Regions from separate parts of the Mus musculus genome. Here region 1 is linked to region 2. A link is a contact called in public HiChIP or PLAC-seq data. All regions are on one chromosome and are shown on one strand. Each heading gives the region's core, a stretch centred on a gene start, on an enhancer-like site or on the middle of the called end of the contact. The rest is flanking DNA. Distances are from core to core; before and after follow the strand shown. Region 1 overlaps Sipa1l1 (signal-induced proliferation-associated 1 like 1). Region 2 overlaps Gm30799 (a long non-coding RNA gene).

Evidence for each region. HiChIP or PLAC-seq counts read pairs in DNA pulled down with a chosen protein or histone mark.
Region 1: a contact with region 2 is called in an H3K27ac HiChIP or PLAC-seq map of epiblast stem cells. The contact joins two enhancer-like sites. A contact is called at or near these places in 1 of 15 datasets of contacts at CTCF or cohesin (large pre-B cells), 3 of 484 Hi-C or Micro-C datasets (bone marrow-derived macrophages, cerebral cortex and embryonic stem cells), 3 of 115 datasets of contacts at active chromatin or transcription factors (SST interneurons, T-cell acute lymphoblastic leukemia and epiblast stem cells) and 1 of 9 other capture datasets (embryonic stem cells).

What each region holds. Positions count from the first base shown.
Region 1 is chr12:82,395,835-82,399,133 of GRCm38.p6, reverse strand. It overlaps Sipa1l1 (signal-induced proliferation-associated 1 like 1), which reads right to left. Exons shown (of 21, transcript NM_172579.3): 8 at 2,368-2,941; 9 at 1,514-1,788. Among named protein-coding and RNA genes, the nearest start is that of Gm30916, 5.8 kb to the right of the region's middle. Within about 2 kb of position 1,668, at least 68 of the 459 cell types and tissues checked have an H3K27ac peak or open chromatin away from gene starts, as enhancers often do. A contact at or near this core is called in epiblast stem cells, where this site is marked.
Region 2 is chr12:82,084,560-82,087,698 of GRCm38.p6, reverse strand. All of the region lies in intron 3 of Gm30799 (a long non-coding RNA gene), which reads right to left. Among named protein-coding and RNA genes, the nearest start is that of Gm30799, 16 kb to the right of the region's middle. Within about 2 kb of position 1,453, at least 75 of the 459 cell types and tissues checked have an H3K27ac peak or open chromatin away from gene starts, as enhancers often do. A contact at or near this core is called in epiblast stem cells, where this site is marked.

The DNA.
Region 1 (3,299 bases), core at 419-2,918, 310 kb before region 2:
AGGTCAGCAGAACACTTAATGTAAGTGACAATGGACTTGGAGACTCTAGAAAAGCTGGCAGGGTCAGCAGATCCTGCTGTCCTGGACGGAGACACAGACAGGATGATCTGAGGACACTCACCCATCTCAGATTGACTAAACCAAAAAGATCTGTGGAGTCATCTTTTTTTTTTTTTTAACTCAGCTATATAAAAGAGTGTTCCTTAACCTGCTCAGACTGAATGGCCCCAGAATATTCCGACACAGGCACACAACCCCCAGGCTGCCTACCTGATAAATGGCATAAATAAATGCTATTCTGAATAAAGACTGATTTTTTTAACTGAAGTTCACTTAAGTCTTTAAGGGGCACAAATAACCCACAATAATGATTTATAGTCTACCATCTGCTAATCATAAATCCATGAGTGCTCAGACCTAGGACTAGTCATTTTAGGGAGAAAAAGAACTATGGTTTGGTTAGATTAATTATCAGTATTTATTTATGATTAATTATTAGTTAATTAATTAGATGTTGTGTGTATTTTGCATTTTTATTTTTTAGCAAGAAGACAGGGTTTCTCTGCTTACAGCTCTGGCTATCCTGGAACTTGCTTTGTAGACCAGGCTGTCCTGAAACTCACAGAGATCCACCTGCTTCTGACTCCTGAGAGCTGGAATTAAAGGCGTGTGCCACCATCACCCAGTTATGTTTTGGCTTTAACTACAAAATTTAAGACAAATTCTTAGAAAGTAGTGGCTAAAAATATACAACTTTTTTTCTCTCTTCTTCTTTTTTAATTTGATTTTTTCCAATCAGGGTTTCTCTGTGTAGCCCTGGCTGCCCTGGAATTCACTAATTAGACCAGGCTGGCATCAAACTCAGATATCCACCTGCCTCTGGCTCCCTAGTACTGGGATTTAAGGTACATGACAGCAACAACTGGCTACAAGTTTTTTTTTTTTTTTTTTTTGTTTGTTTAAAACCAACAAAAATATTTGCTAAGTCTAAAGGAGAAAAACAGTTGATTAGATTGGCTCAATCAAGCAACAAAGACGTGAAGTTTTGGTCAGTGCTGCTGGCTTGCCAGGAGCTGAACAGGCAGGAGGCTCCAGCCTTCCCTCTAGAGAAGGCAGTCAGGCATGAAGCACAGCACTGAGTCATCTGAAGCCCGTTCCTGGCCCCACAGATGCTGCCAGAAAAAAAGCCTGGAAGTCGGGCTCAGCAGAGCCAGACAGCAGGGATTAAAGCAACCATTGAGCTTTGAACATTCGTGAGGTACATGGGAGTGAGGACAGCATGAGCGCGATGCCACAGGAACAGACACTCAGACAGCCTCGATGGATGTGCTCTGCTTACAGGCCTCCGGTGCGAGATGCTGAAGATGGGTGTTGCAGCTCTTGTCTGGACTGCATTCTGCGGGAGACTTTCCACGCAGGAACCATAAGCCTCACAAGAGGACAATTTCTCTCTGGCTACTCTGCTTACTAAGAGATGTCCCATGTGGCCCAGCAGCCGTAAACTCAGACCTACCTCCGTGGGGTGCAGTCGTCATGGGGAGGGATAATGACAACCTTCACTGTGACTGATGTTCTCAAGAGATCGATCATCTGTTCATGGCTCAGGGTGGCCACTGCTACCTTGCAGATCTCCACCAGGCGGCTGCCCTGCCTCAGCCCTGCTTGCCATGCGTAGCCGTAGGGTTCTACATCCGCCACAATGCCCTCATAGTTGACATGGAAGCCAAGCTGCCCCAGCCCATTTCTTCGCAGAGTCATTTCCACAGATTCACAACCTTTTGAAACAAACTAGACAAGGAAATGAGAGGTACTCAGTTAATCATTAACAGTGGACTTGGCATTAAAGAAAATGCTGCCTTTAGTTATTCCGAACATCCGGTAGCTGGTTGGAGGGCAGGCTGGTTAGTCCTCTTCCCTAGTCTCTAATTTGGTAGGAAAACACAACACACTGGCTGCCTCCACAGGGACCAGTGGCTTTCCTGACATAGAAAAATCTGGGATAGGCTGGCAGCAAAAAGAACCTGTATTCTACTTTCAGCGGTCCTTAAAAAATAATCCATGGTGGGTTATTGACAGCTTTATTAAACAGCTTTCTCAGCAACTACAGGAACACCCGCCACCAGGGCAGTGAGACTGGGTTATGTGCAGGTGACTTCCCAGCACAAGACCCCAGACAACATGTCATCCCACCCGCCCAGGGCTGCTACTTTTCCTCAACAAACAATGGAAAGCAGGAACGTCAGATAAACTGTGTTGCTTCACTCATCAGCAAAGGAATTGCCAGAGTAGCCAATCTTGCCCCAGGCCTCTGTGCCCTGGCTTTAGTCTGCGAAACCCCAGGAGTGAGCATGGTTACAGCAGTCTCACCTGCAGCCTTCTGACAATTTCTTTGATATCTTCACCGCTAATGAAGCTCTCCACCGACACACATTCTCCCCGCTCATAGAAGATTTTGAGGCTGGTGTCGCTGGAAGTCCACCCTATGACATCTCTGCAGGAGCAATTGAAAGCCACACTCTTTGTCTCCTGCTCAATGAGGACGATGAACTCGCTGGAGATCCCAAGGAGGCAGTCGAACTCCATGGCCTTGTTGTAGTCTTTGGCCCGGACAGCCCACACAATGGCCCCCATGCTACTGAGCTCAGCTCCTGGATAAGGCTTAGACTTTTCCTTCTTCTTGGAGGCCAGAGAAATAAATGGAAACTTGCCAGAAGGGTCAATAGGTGTGTTGGTGACATTCTTTTCTGCCAGATCTTTCAGGTATTCCTGGCGGGTCCTTGTCGCCATGGCCCGGAACTTCTCTGATTTATGAGCAGCATTTTCTGCATTTATCACTTTGGCCAAAAGGAAGTCCCTGAACACATTTGACTTGGGGAAGGTGACCCCTTTAGGGATGGGAGGTCCAAAAGAAGGTACATCTCTGGACCTGGTGACTGCCACACTGAGAGACAAAGCAAAGGACAAAGGATGAGAGGTGTGTCAGTATGTCTGTCTTCTATTACACCATGGGGACGTGGGGACATGGGGACATGTGGCCGGGGCTGGTCCAGTGCAGACATGCAAGACTCTGGGTTCCCCGTCCTAAGGAAAGGGGATGCGCATGTTAGTTAAGACAATCCTCATTCTGGTCAAGAAAGAACACAAACTTCTGCTTAATTAGTCAACTTGTTAGTTTACTTCAGTTTTTTCCAGGCAGACTCTTTTTACCTTAAAGTTTCAACTTCACTTCTTTAGCAGGTAGGAGACTAACTGTAAGATCATGGTGGTTAGTCATGCTGGCTTACTGTAATGTTCCACAC
Region 2 (3,139 bases), core at 204-2,703:
CATTGTTGGTCCTCAGACCACATCTTGTAGCTTCTCTAATAAATCCCTTAAATAATATATGGGTATTAATTAATTAATTAATTAATTCTATCAGTTTTGTTCCTTAGAAAAACTCGACGGATACAGATTTCCAGAATTTAAGTATATTGAAATGCCATGGAATTGTTAGAAAGAGTTGGGGAGACTTATACATGCCAGTAAACACTTTCTAAGGCACTATAAGCCACCACAGAACAGTATGAATAATGTACACAAGGAGCTGGAGTCATATGTATATCTAGACACACACATACATACACACACTACATGCATATATATGGATATATCCATACCCAAGGGCATAAGGAGACTGAAAGGTAGTGTGTTAAGGCAATAAACAGTTGAACAGTTGTTATCAAAAAGTCACTAAGATTTGGAGCTGCTTGTTTCAGTATCACAATGTGTCCTACCCTGACTGATACAAAAAAAGAGAAACTTTCTCTACAGTCTGTACATTTGCAATACACACATGCTTATGAGTTACTTCTAAGTTAATTAAAAAAATAATTGACTTCTTAGCAAAATTATCAGTTACTACATGTTAGTGACAATTGGGACTGTTGATAAGTTGAGACTGCAGAGCCTGGGTTCCAGGGCAAAGCTGAAGGGCCTGTCTGAGAGCTGCAGGCCAGCAGACTGTAGTTACAACCTGAAGTACTGTGATACATGAGATGAGCAGTCCAGCCAATAACCAAGAAGCCTGGTGATGAGTTACACACAGAATGTATGTTTGTATGACGATGGTGGGAGATCAGGATAGAAACTTTCCCCACCCTGCCCCAGTGCTGGAGGACTTCCCAATAGGTGGTGGGCCCACAGTGGTTATTTTTGCCCACAAGGTAAGACATGGTTCTCCAGCAAGGAAAATTAAGTCACAATTATTATTGATTCTTGTTTCATGATGCCAGCCCCTTCAGATATATCCTCAACAAAAAAAAATATATATGAGAACCACTGACTCAAGACATATAAGGCTCTCACACTGTGGTGACTCAGGCTCTTGCTCAAATCTGCTCAATGCTTCTGAACAGAGAGAGCCCTTCCTCTCTGTCCAACATTGTAATTACCAGCTGCAAGAAGATGCAACCCTGCCCTCTTATTCTCAGCCTGATAAATCAGGAGACAGGTAGTAACAGCTACCCAGAACCACAGTGGACAGAGACAACAGTAGCAGGGGGGCTGGGGGCATGAGGAGATGGGGATAGGATGGGGTAGGGTGAGTTGGTGGGGGTTCTAAGCATTTCCAGTTCACCCAGCCAAAACAAAACAACCTTCAAGCCAGGTATAGTGATCTCCACTTTTTCAGCTGGTCAAAGGTTGAAAGGAATCAACTGACTTTGTCAGGTCTGCCAGTTCCCCAGGGGGTACAGTTTCCAGCTGTTTGCTCTGGCCCTGGCTGTCACCTCTTACTCAAGGGATTGGGCAAATAATGGCACCAGAGTGAAACAACGACGAGGGGCAGAGAGGCACAGAAAAGGGATGACTAAGCCCTGAGTCAGAACATTAACCTTCAGAACAGGACGCTAAGACCCAGCTTCTTGCTTACGTTAAGGACATAGAGGACATGGCAGAGCTGCCTTTCGGCTGTGGCCTGGAGATCTGACTTAGGTTAGCTATGCTTGACAATCCCTCCAGTCCTTCCCACATCCTCTCCCTCCTGGAAATGGGAACAAAGGTCTGATTTGCTGGAGGCTGGGGAAAGGGAGAGGAAAACTACACACGAGGTCTGCAGTTAAGCCAAGAATCCCAAAGTTAGGCTCTGGCAACACCTAGGGCCCTCCGGGGCCTACCTCACCCAATCAATCCCTCCTGTAGCTGAGACAGGGGACTGGTCACACCATCTACTATCAGCTTATTAGCATTTTCCCTGATTAAGCACTCAGAAAACAGAAAAGAACCTAGGGATCTAATTTAGGTCGGTTCTCTGTTACTGAAGAGCCCAATCTGAACACAACAGTGAGAAGGCTAGGCTGATTCCATGACAGGCTTCAAATTAGCATTGAAGGAGACTAGGCCTAAATCTCTTTCTTCAAGAACTGGGCAATCCCAGGCGAGTTCAGGCCTCAGAAGCAGCCCTGCCACCTGGCCTGAGGCAAGGACAATGATGGGTCAGCAGCAGTTTCCAGACTTGTCAGCTACTTCCTCAGTAACAGTTTCCAGACTTCCCCAGCAAGTTTCCAGCCCCCACACCCTGATAATGGAATGTCCTTAGAGATGGACCCAACAGATTAACATAGAGGTCACCTACTCCAGAATTCCCTAGTGTACTTTAAATCAGGCCTGCAAGCTCACTTGGGGTGTCTCTCTATCTTGGTAATTGGGGGGGGGACCCCAGCATGCTGGACTTCTGTAAAATAAAACAGTTTTTGGGTTTACATACTATTTGAGTCCGTTCTTTGTCTAATCCTGGTCCCTTACAGCAGTACATCCAGGGCTCTATTCACTTGGGGCAAGAGGTGAGTGGAAGAGTTTTTACTAGAAGGTTCTGGAAGGTGTTAGCAAGGAGCCTTTGGGGTGGGCTTTCCTAGGCTCTGCTTCAGCCTGGGCCTTTGAGCTAATGACCAGCAAGATGCTGGGGACACTCAGAATAAAACCAAGGGCTTCTTATCAGAGAAGGGCGATTCTGGGATGCTAGTGTTTACCTCCACGCTCCTGTATGAAAGGAAGTTGGGTATAAATGAATTCTTGGTTTCTTTCAACAAGTGGCCCAACGATGCTAAACTAGCGAATAAGGAGAGAGACTGTGGTGGTGAGGAGCAGGGAGGTGGCTCAGTGAGCGTTTGCTGTGTAAGCATGAAAACCTGAGTTCAAATCCTCAGTGTCCATTTAAAAGCCATGTGGCTGAGTATGCACACTCCTGTAATGCCAGCACCATGGAGGCAGAGACAGGAGGATTGCTCCAGGTTCAATGAGAGAATCTGTCCCAAAGGGACCAAAAGTAATAAAGCAGGATGCCCGGCTTCCCTCTCTGGCCCCTACACATATACTACTAATCCCCCTATACATACACACATGTACATAGCATACAAATATTACTAAGCCCCATACATATACACATGCATACTGCACACATTACATAATATACTGCTGACCCCCTATA